2 separate regions of the Sus scrofa genome follow, and region 2 is linked to region 1. A link is a contact called in public HiChIP or PLAC-seq data. All regions are on one chromosome and are shown on one strand. The core of a region is the stretch at or near the end of the contact, and the rest is flanking DNA. Distances in the headings are between cores, read along the strand shown.

The links. HiChIP or PLAC-seq counts read pairs in DNA pulled down with a chosen protein or histone mark.
Region 2: an H3K27ac HiChIP or PLAC-seq map of skeletal muscle shows a contact between it and region 1. The contact joins two enhancer-like sites. A contact is called at or near these places in 2 of 2 datasets of contacts at active chromatin or transcription factors (alveolar macrophages and skeletal muscle).

The regions. Positions count from the first base shown.
Region 1 is chr7:55,615,465-55,619,918 of Sscrofa11.1, forward strand. The region is part of intron 1 of ZNF710 (zinc finger protein 710); the gene reads left to right. Among named protein-coding and RNA genes, the nearest start is that of ZNF710, 45 kb to the left of the region's middle. Within about 2 kb of position 2,532, at least 36 of the 83 cell types and tissues checked have an H3K27ac peak or open chromatin away from gene starts, as enhancers often do. A contact at or near this core is called in skeletal muscle, where this site is marked.
Region 2 is chr7:55,783,611-55,788,064 of Sscrofa11.1, forward strand. SEMA4B (semaphorin-4B) reads left to right here. Exons shown (of 15, transcript XM_021098977.1): 5 at 2,077-2,175; 6 at 2,789-2,900; 7 at 3,180-3,293; 8 at 3,392-3,543. Among named protein-coding and RNA genes, the nearest start is that of CIB1, 13 kb to the right of the region's middle. Within about 2 kb of position 2,026, at least 22 of the 83 cell types and tissues checked have an H3K27ac peak or open chromatin away from gene starts, as enhancers often do. A contact at or near this core is called in skeletal muscle, where this site is marked.

The DNA.
Region 1 (4,454 bases), core at 1,282-3,781:
TTTTAGGACCACACTTGCAGCATATGGAAGCATGGAAGTTCCCAGGCTAGGGGTAGAATCGGAGCTGCAGCTGCCGGCCTATGTCACAGCTACAGCCACGAGGGATCCGAGCCTCATTTGCGACCTACACCACAGCTCATGGCATTGCTGGATCCTTAACCCACTGAGCAAGGCCAGGAGTCCTCGTGGATACTAGCTGGCTTCCCAGCTCAAGGAGCCACATCGGGAACTCCATCGAAGAAATTTCTATTCTCTTAAACACAGCATGGGGCCCTTTCTGTTTCTCGGCTGAGTTGCTCCAGGTAGTTTAGAGTGATCTCAGTTTGATTTAACAGTTACTCCTTTGCCCAGCCTTTTTGGCCTGTTTGCTTGTTTTTAATTTTGTTTTTTTATCGAAGGAATCAATACGCGTCTTTGTTTATGTCAAAATATTACTGATGGGCTTATAGGGATAAAGCCATGGGCCTCCCACCCACTGTCCCAACTCCAGTCCTCCATCCTTTTCAGTTCCTTTAGTTCCTCCTGTTATTCCACATTCTAGAAAAAAGTTTATTTTATCCTACTGCTTCTCAATTTATCCGTTTTGCACACTACCTCATGCCTCTGTATTATTGCCTTTCCTGCTAATATTCTATCACGATTTGGGGGTAAATTCGCCATATAAATACTCTTAACCACTGAGCCTAGCACTGAGCTATCGCTTCTTTAAAAAGTTAATTGTTGCTCTCGGAGTTCCCATCGTGGCACAGCGGAAACGAATCCAACTAGGAACCATGAGGTTGCGGGTTCGATCCCTGGCCTCGCTCAGTGGGTTAAGGATCCGGCATTGCCGTGAGCTGTGGTGTAGGTTGCAGACCCGGCTTGGATCCTGCGTTGCTGTGGCTGTGATGTAGGCCAGTGGCTACAGCTCTGATTAGACCCCTAGCCTGGGAACCTCCATATGTCACAGGTGCGGCCCTAAAAAAAAGACAAGACAAAAAAAAAAAATTATTGTTCTCCCCTACTTGGTTTTCTCTATATCTGATTATTCTCAATACACCGAAAGATCTAGCAGATGTTTTATCAATTAGGTCATTAATCAATTCCTTTCTTTTTTCTAGACACTGGGGTCTCACCGTGAAATTCTTTAAAGACTTCTTCAAACAAATGAAAATTCAGTTCATATTCAATGCTACCTCCTCTGATAAGGCCTCCCTTAACCCACTCTCCTCCACCTCTCCAAAGCTGCACCTCCTCTGGGCCCTCCAGCCCCTGTTCTCGCCCTACCACCGCCCTCACAGCAGCTCTAAGGCTATCACCTGTCTTCTTGCCTGTTTCTCCCCCACACCAGGAGTTACTGGGCTGGGGCCAGTTCACTGTCTCCCTAGGATTACACAGGAGCTGGTGGCCACCTCGAAAGTGCTCAATAAATATTAGTTGGAATTTGCATTTGTTGGCTTGAAATGCAGGAGTGGCTCAGTGACTTTTCGGGCCCTGTGCTCCCATTTTCCACGTGCCCCTTCTCTTGGCTCCCTTGCTTGGGTCTGGAGGCCCTGCTGAGCCTGTTCCAACTTCACAACAGCCTTTCCTAGGTAAAGCCAGCAAAGGCAGTGCTTTTATTCCCGGGTCTGTGCTGCACCCTACCCCCGCCCCCACCCTCACCCTCAACCCCCTCCCCGCTAGATTGGCCTCTAGCATCTCAAGGCCTCGGATTGGTCCTCGTCACCGTTATAATCCCAGCCCATGCCACCGAGCACCGAGCTCCGCATAGACTGATTGCTCAATAGAGAGTGAGGTTGAGGCTCGCTCAATCAATCAATCAATAAACCAATCAGTCTTCCTCCACGCAGCCTCTCTGCTCCCAGGCGTTTCTCATTATCCAGCGTTCGGTTGATCAGAAGGAAAAGGAAACCTCTGCATAAAGGTGACCCCATTTCAGGTTCTGTCACGACTCATTGGATGTTGAAAGACAGGAAGAGTAAGAGAAGGGAAGACAGAGGGGAGCCAGGGATGTTCCCTGTGACCTCAGAGGGACCCTGGGAGAGCTGGTGGGTCCCTGGACTGACAGCCAGGACCCTCCTGAGTGCTGCTTGCCCTGGAGCTCAGCAGGGACCCCACACATGGTAGACACCCTGTCATCACGGATGTCTGCCCGCAGGAGGAGGGCAGGAGAGTGGAAATCCAGGCCTGTTTCAGAAGCGGGATCTGGTCTTGTTTGGGGCACCTCCATGTCTTTTAGCCTTCAATCTCAGCCAGCTCAGGGATCGCTGATCAGTGATGAGACCCCAGTGCCCGAAGAGGCCCCTCCCTTGTAAGGGCACTGATCTGACAGTTGACAGCCAGTGGAAAGGACAAACCTGCCACCCTCTCACCCTCCCAGAGTGAGGGCCTGGCCTGAGAAGGCAGCAGGCTTCCTTGAACCCCTCCCAGGAGAAGACACCGGTCCAGGCCTGATTCAAAATGTCATCACTTGCTCGTTCACTTTCCTCCTGAGCGTGCCCTGCCTCTGGGGACAGAGCAGCCACGGCCCAGGCTGGCCTCCAGCCAGAGCAGCTGCCTCGGTCAGATCCTCCTCCTCAGCCCTCCTATCCCGGCCCTCGACTCTGAGGCCAGAGCAGGAGAACCGAGAAGGCCGAGCTGCCTGAGGAGGCCCGGCCTCACCCGAGGTGTCAGCGTGGCCTCGGTCACGGCCCTGGCTCCCCCGGCACCGAATGGAATCCAGCCTGTGCCCCCTACTCGCCGGGGGGGAGCCCTTCTGGGGGTGGAGTGAGCTTCGGGGGACACCTTTAAAGGAGCCCTCAGATGCTTCTCCAGGGGAACTGCATTTATGTTTTTGTACTTTTAGGAATTAACTTGCGGTTCCCAGCCTCTCCCTCCCTCCCCAGAAAGGAGAGAAGGAGGAAGGAAGAAGGGTCTGCATTGTCCCCGTGATTGGCACCTTCTGTGAATGGGGGTCACCGCGTGGGCTGCTCCTTTTCAAGCGCCCCCTTCTCCCCACACGCTGTCCTCACACTGGAACATTCTCTCTTCAAAGCTCCTGTCTCCCTCTTGCCTTTGTACCCCTGTTCCCCTTCCCTTCGCCTCTCGCCTTTCATCCTCGGCGCCCTCGGGACGCTCTCTTCTCCTCCTCTTTTGCGCCTTTTCTTCTTCTTCTATTCAGCTCCTTTTTTTTTTTTTTTCTTTTTGCCTCCTTTTTCAAAAAATTCCTTTTTTGCCGTTTTCTTTTTGAATAGCGCTTCTGTTTTCAAGGGACGGGATGAGTTAGAGTAGTCGGTTTATTTGAGGAAAGAAAAATGTGAATGTTTTTTCATTTTTCCCCGCACTCTAAATGTATAAAAAAAAGAACCCCCCCCCCCCAGGGCTCCAACTTCCTCTGGCTTCCACTTCGAGAGGGAAGGGTGTTTCAGGGAGGTCCCCCCTATGGCAGCAGAGATGAATCCGACTAGCATCCATGAGGACGCAGGTTTGATCCCTGGCCTCTCTCAGTGGGTTGAGGATCCAGCGTCGCTGTGAGCTGTGGTGTAGGTCACACACGCCACTTGGATCTGGCGTGGTTGTGGCTGTGGTGTAGGCTGGTAGCTGCAGCTCCGATTTGACCCCTAGCCTGGGAACTTCCACATCCCCCCCCTCCCCCCGCCGAAGAAAAAGAAGGGATTGCAGACAAGAGGGAGTTGTTCATCACAGGTCAGGCAGTTCTTGCCCAGAAAGCCTTAATGGTTGGCTGCAGGCCTGGTGCTACAGCCAGCAGGACGCAGACATGGCCTTGGGCATGGATGTTCCCCCTTTCTGCCTGGCCCCAGGGAGGCCCTGGGTGAGGACCAGGGGTGGATGTGGACCCCCCAGGCCTCCCTCCCCTGTGGCCTGGGTGCCTGGCCTGCCTGACCCAGGGAGGGCCTGAGGAGACTGTGGGAACCTGGGCAAGGGCCGAGCACAAGGAGGAAGGCCCAGGTCACATGCAGCATCACCTCGCAGTTGCCTGGTGTTGCCCCAGCCCGCCCTGGAGTCCTGGAGAGGAGGCCTGAAAACTGGAGCTGACAGGAAGCTGGCAGCAGGTTAGATGGCTCCAAGGAGCCGAGTGATCCAATCCTTGGTGTTTTAGGCCAGTGTTGATTGAGTGAAGGCCTGACATCCAGGGAACGTTGCAGGGCTGAAGAGAGGCATGGGTTTGGTGACAGGCCTTGGGGGTGAGAGATGAAGCACAGGGAAGAGGTTTCTTTGGGGAAGTGAGGCTGGAAGGGGTTGTGTCCTCCCTCTGGGTCTGGATGGAACTCGCAGATATGGCCTCTGGAGACATTTGACGGCAGGGAAGGGATGGAGATACCTGACGAGCAGACACCATCCTGTGCACCGTCGACCAGCCTGGAGGTCCTGGGGCCAGGCTGGGAAGGCTACCACTGCCCACCTGGCCCCTGCCAGCCTCTTTAAGACACCTGCTGCCAAATCCACGCCTGCCAGAGCAGGCCTGGCTGCCCATC
Region 2 (4,454 bases), core at 776-3,275, 170 kb after region 1:
TGAGGACACAGGTTCGATCCCTGGCCTTGCTCAGTGGCTTAAGGATCCTGCGTTGCCAGGACCTGTGGTGTAGGTCGCAGACATGGCTCAGTTCTGGTGTTTCTGTGGCTGTGGTATAGGCTGGCAGCTGTAGCTCCGATTTGAGCCCTAGCCTGGGAACCTACATATGCTGCAGGTGTGGCCGTAAAAAGACACACACACACACACACACAAAAGTTGAGGGAGTTCTCATCGTGGCTCAGCGGTAACGAACTCAACTAGTATCCAGGAGGATGTAGGGTTTTTTTGTTTTTTGTTTTTTTTAATCTTTTCAGGGCCGCATCCACAGCATATGGAGGTTCCCAGGCTACGGATTGAATTAGAGCTGTTGCTGCTGGCCTACACCACAACCACAGCCACACCAGATCCAAGCCAAGTCTGCGACCTACGCCACAGCTCACGGCAACACCGGATCCTTAACCCACTGAGCAAGGCCAGGGATCAAACCTGAAGCCTCATGGTTCCTAGTCAGATTTGTTTCCACTGCGCCACGACGGGAACTCTAGGTATGGGTTTGATCCCTGGTTTTGCTTAGTGGGTTAAGGTTCTGGCGTTGCTGTGAGCTGTGATATAGGTCACAGACTCAGCTTGGATCCTGCATCACTATGGCTTTGGTGTAGACCAGCAGCTATAGCTCCAATTCGAACCCTAGCCTGAGAACTTCCATATGCTGTTGGTGCAGCCCTAAAAAGCAAAAAAAAAACACAAAGTTGACATTTGAGCTAAGATTAGAAGGAGGTGAAGGAGTTCACCTGGAGAGGGAACAGAATGGTGGATTTCTCTCTGAGGAAGGTGTTTGGGGAACCAAGGGGCTGAGCAGGGAAGTAAGGTGGTCTGCCATGCCTTTTTAAGGGGCCACCCTGGGGGTCGTGGTGGAGAGCAGCCTTCAAAAGCTGAGCACAGAGGGAGGGAGACTGGTGAGGGGCGAGAAATGATAGTGGTCCAGACCAGGATGGTACCAGTAAAAGAAGTGAGAAATGACCCGTACCTGGATATATATTGAAGACGAGGTCACCGGGACTTCCTGATAGAAAAATGGGGCGTGTTGAGAGAGGAGGAATTCAGGCTGGCTGTGAGGTGTGGGGCCTGAGGAACTTAGAAGACAGAGTTACCTTCTTTCTTTTGTTTTTTTGTTTTTTTAGCTGCACCCACGGCATATGGAGGTTCCCAGGCTAGGGGTCGAATAAGCACTGCAGCTGCAGGTCTACACCATAGCCACAGCCACACAGGATCCGAGCCTCACCTGTGACCTATACCACAGCTCATGGCAACACTGCATCCTTAACCCACTGAGTGAGGCCAGGGATCAAACCTGCATCCTTATGGATACTAGTTGGGTTTATTACTGCTAAGCCACGGCAAAAACTCCCCCAAAGTTGCCTTTAAATGAAAGGGGAAGGGTCTCAGAGGAGAGAGTTTGGGGGAACAATGAGAAGCTGATAGATATCTGTTAGGTACCTTTGTGGAGGTAAGCCACAATTCTGGGGTCCAGGGTTCAAGGTGCGTGTTTCTTCTTGCTCTGGGCTTAGCTTCCTCACCAAGTGGGAACAAGGCAGCTCATCAAAAGGAAGGGATTATGGGAGCTCCCCCTGTGGTGCAACAGGATTGGCGGTGTCTTGGGAGCCCTGGGATGCAGGTTTGATCCTTGGTCTTGGCACAGTGGGTTATGGATCTGGTGTTGCCACTGCAGCTGCAGCTTGGATCTGATCCCTAGCCGGGGAACTCCATGTGCCGTGGTGAGGCCAAAAAAGGAAAAAAAAAAAAAAAAAAAAAGGAAGGATTCTGTGCCCTTGACTGTAGACCGAAGCAGAGTTTTCCAGACACAGAACTAGCTGAGCTCCAAGGTCCCCCTCCTGCATACACACACTCTGTGCTCCTCCTTCTGCCCCACAAAGCTCCTAGATTTTCCATCACTCCAGGATTTGAGTGCTGGGGAGCAGAGGCCTCCAGAGGGAGCCCCGTTTGGGTCTGGTGAGGAGGGCTCAGTGGTGCCCCCTGGTGGCTGGCTTGGGCCTGACAGCCTGTTCCCTCCTTCAGCGGGACTGTCAAAACTACATCAAGATCCTCCTGCCTCTCAACAGCAGCCACCTCTTCACCTGTGGCACAGCGGCCTTCAGCCCCGTGTGCACCTACATTGTGAGTACCCTCCTCATGCCAGGCTGGCCTGCGGCTGGCCTGGGAACTGCCCTTCCTTCTGACTCAGGGAGCTGGTGGTGACGGGCAGAGTTCAGTAGAAGGCTTCTTGGCACCAGTCCTGCCCCCTGCCCCCCCCCCCGCCCCCCGAGCCCTGATGACCAGGCTGGTCTGCAGGGGATGGGAGTGGTGCAGTGGGGTTCCCCGGGCACAAAGATCCTGGCCACCCCACCATTGCGCCCTCTCGCTTCCTCCGGCCCTCTCCCTTGCTCTCACTCCCCGCCAGCCCACCTTGTCTACCTTCCTCAACATGCACACACCTTCACAGAGGGTGGCATTTCGAGGCTGTGGGTTGGAGCACCAGCTTGGGAGTCAGACATACCTGGATTTGAATCATGTCAATGCCTTTTCATGGCTCACATCACCCTTCTAAGCCTCCTTTCCTCTCTGCCAAGTGGGGCCACAGTGGCCACCACATAGGGTCACCTCAAGACGGAGCCAGCAGCATGCCAGGGTGAAGAGGATGGCCCGTTAGACCCTTCCCTTCCCAGGGTACCCTTGTAGAGCCCACTTGCTCCCTGGCCTGCCCCTGAGCTCCCTGTCTGCTCCCCTGCAGAATGTGGAGAACTTCACTCTGGCCCAGGATGAGGCAGGGAACAGCCTCCTGGAGGATGGCAAGGGCCGCTGTCCCTTTGACCCCAATTTTAAGTCCACGGCCCTGGTGGTTGGTGAGTGTTGGGGGGCAGGGGGGCAGAATGGGCTCCCTAAGGCTCCAGATGGGAGCACGGGCAGAGAGGCAGGGTGGGCCCCAGGGCAGAGCTGGTGGGTCCACACTGCCAATCCCCAGGGAGTGCAGTGACCCCTGGCTGCCCTTGGGTTGGTTTTTCTTATTCCTCTCCCTCTTCTGTCCTTCTCAAGCACGGCGGGCAGCACTTGGGTCACTCCAGGACCTGAGTGGGAAGGGGCCGTGCCAAGGGCCTCTTCCCATGGGAATGTTCTCTTGGCAGATGGCGAGTTGTACTCTGGAACCGTCAGCAGCTTCCAGGGGAATGACCCGGCCATCTCCCGGAGCCAAAGCCTCCGCCCCACCAAGACCGAGAGCTCCCTCAACTGGCTACAAGGTGAAGTCCTCCCCACCCCCACAGTGGGCCGTCACAGGGTCCCCAGGGCAGGGGCCCTGGGCCTACCGGGCTGACTAGGCTCCCCTTGGCCCCCACAGACCCAGCATTCGTGGCCTCAGCCTATATTCCTGAGAGCCTGGGCAGCTTGCAAGGGGACGACGACAAGATCTACTTCTTCTTCAGCGAGACCGGCCAGGAGTTTGAGTTCTTTGAGAATACCATTGTGTCTCGCATCGCCCGTGTGTGCAAGGTGAGGGGGCCCAGGCACCCCGGGGGCCCCAAACGCTCCAGGTTCAGGATCAGAAGGCTCCCTACCTACCAGTGGCCTTCTCCTGGCCTTCACGAGGAAATGCTTGGCCACTGGCTTTTCTCTCTCTCCTTTTGAGTTAAAATATCACTTTTTTTTTTTTTTTTTTAATATTTAAGAAATGTGAAAATAGGAGTTACCGTTGTAGCTCAGTGGGTTACGAATCTGATAGTATCCGTGAGGGTGCAGGTTCAATCCCTGGCCTCACTCAGTGGGTTAAGGATCAAGCATTGCTGTGGCTGTGGCATAGGCTGGCCAATGCAGCTCCGATTTGACCCTTAGCCCAGGAACTTCCATATGTTACAGGTGTGGTCTTAAAAGCAAAAACAAACAAACCAACAAACAAAAACCCCATCTACAGACAAGAGTTATACTGTAATGTGATTCTTTAGCTCTCCTGTTTGCTTAGCGGTGAGCTGAGACATCTCTCCAAGTTTGGCGATATCCTCCCTGGCGCCCTTTCCTTGGCTTCCCACAGTGAAGGTGGCATGGCCATTTTTTTTCTTTCTTCTTTGTCTTTTTAGGGCCATACCCGTGGCATACGGAGCTTCCCAGGCTAGGGGTGGAATGGAAGCTGCAGCTGCTGGCCTATGCCAGAGCCACAGCAACATGGGATCTGAGCCACGTCTGCAACCTACACCACAGCTCACGGCAATGCCAGATCCTTAACCCACTGAGCGAGGCCAGGGATTGATGTTATCTGCATCTTCACAGGTATTCATCGGGTTCATTACCATTGAGCCACGACAGGAACTTGGGCACTGTCATTTTCATAGCCAGCCGCCTGGTGAGGGCACCTGTATGCTGCCACCTCAAATCTCGCTCTCAAGTGGAACCCAGGCCTGGCTGTGTGT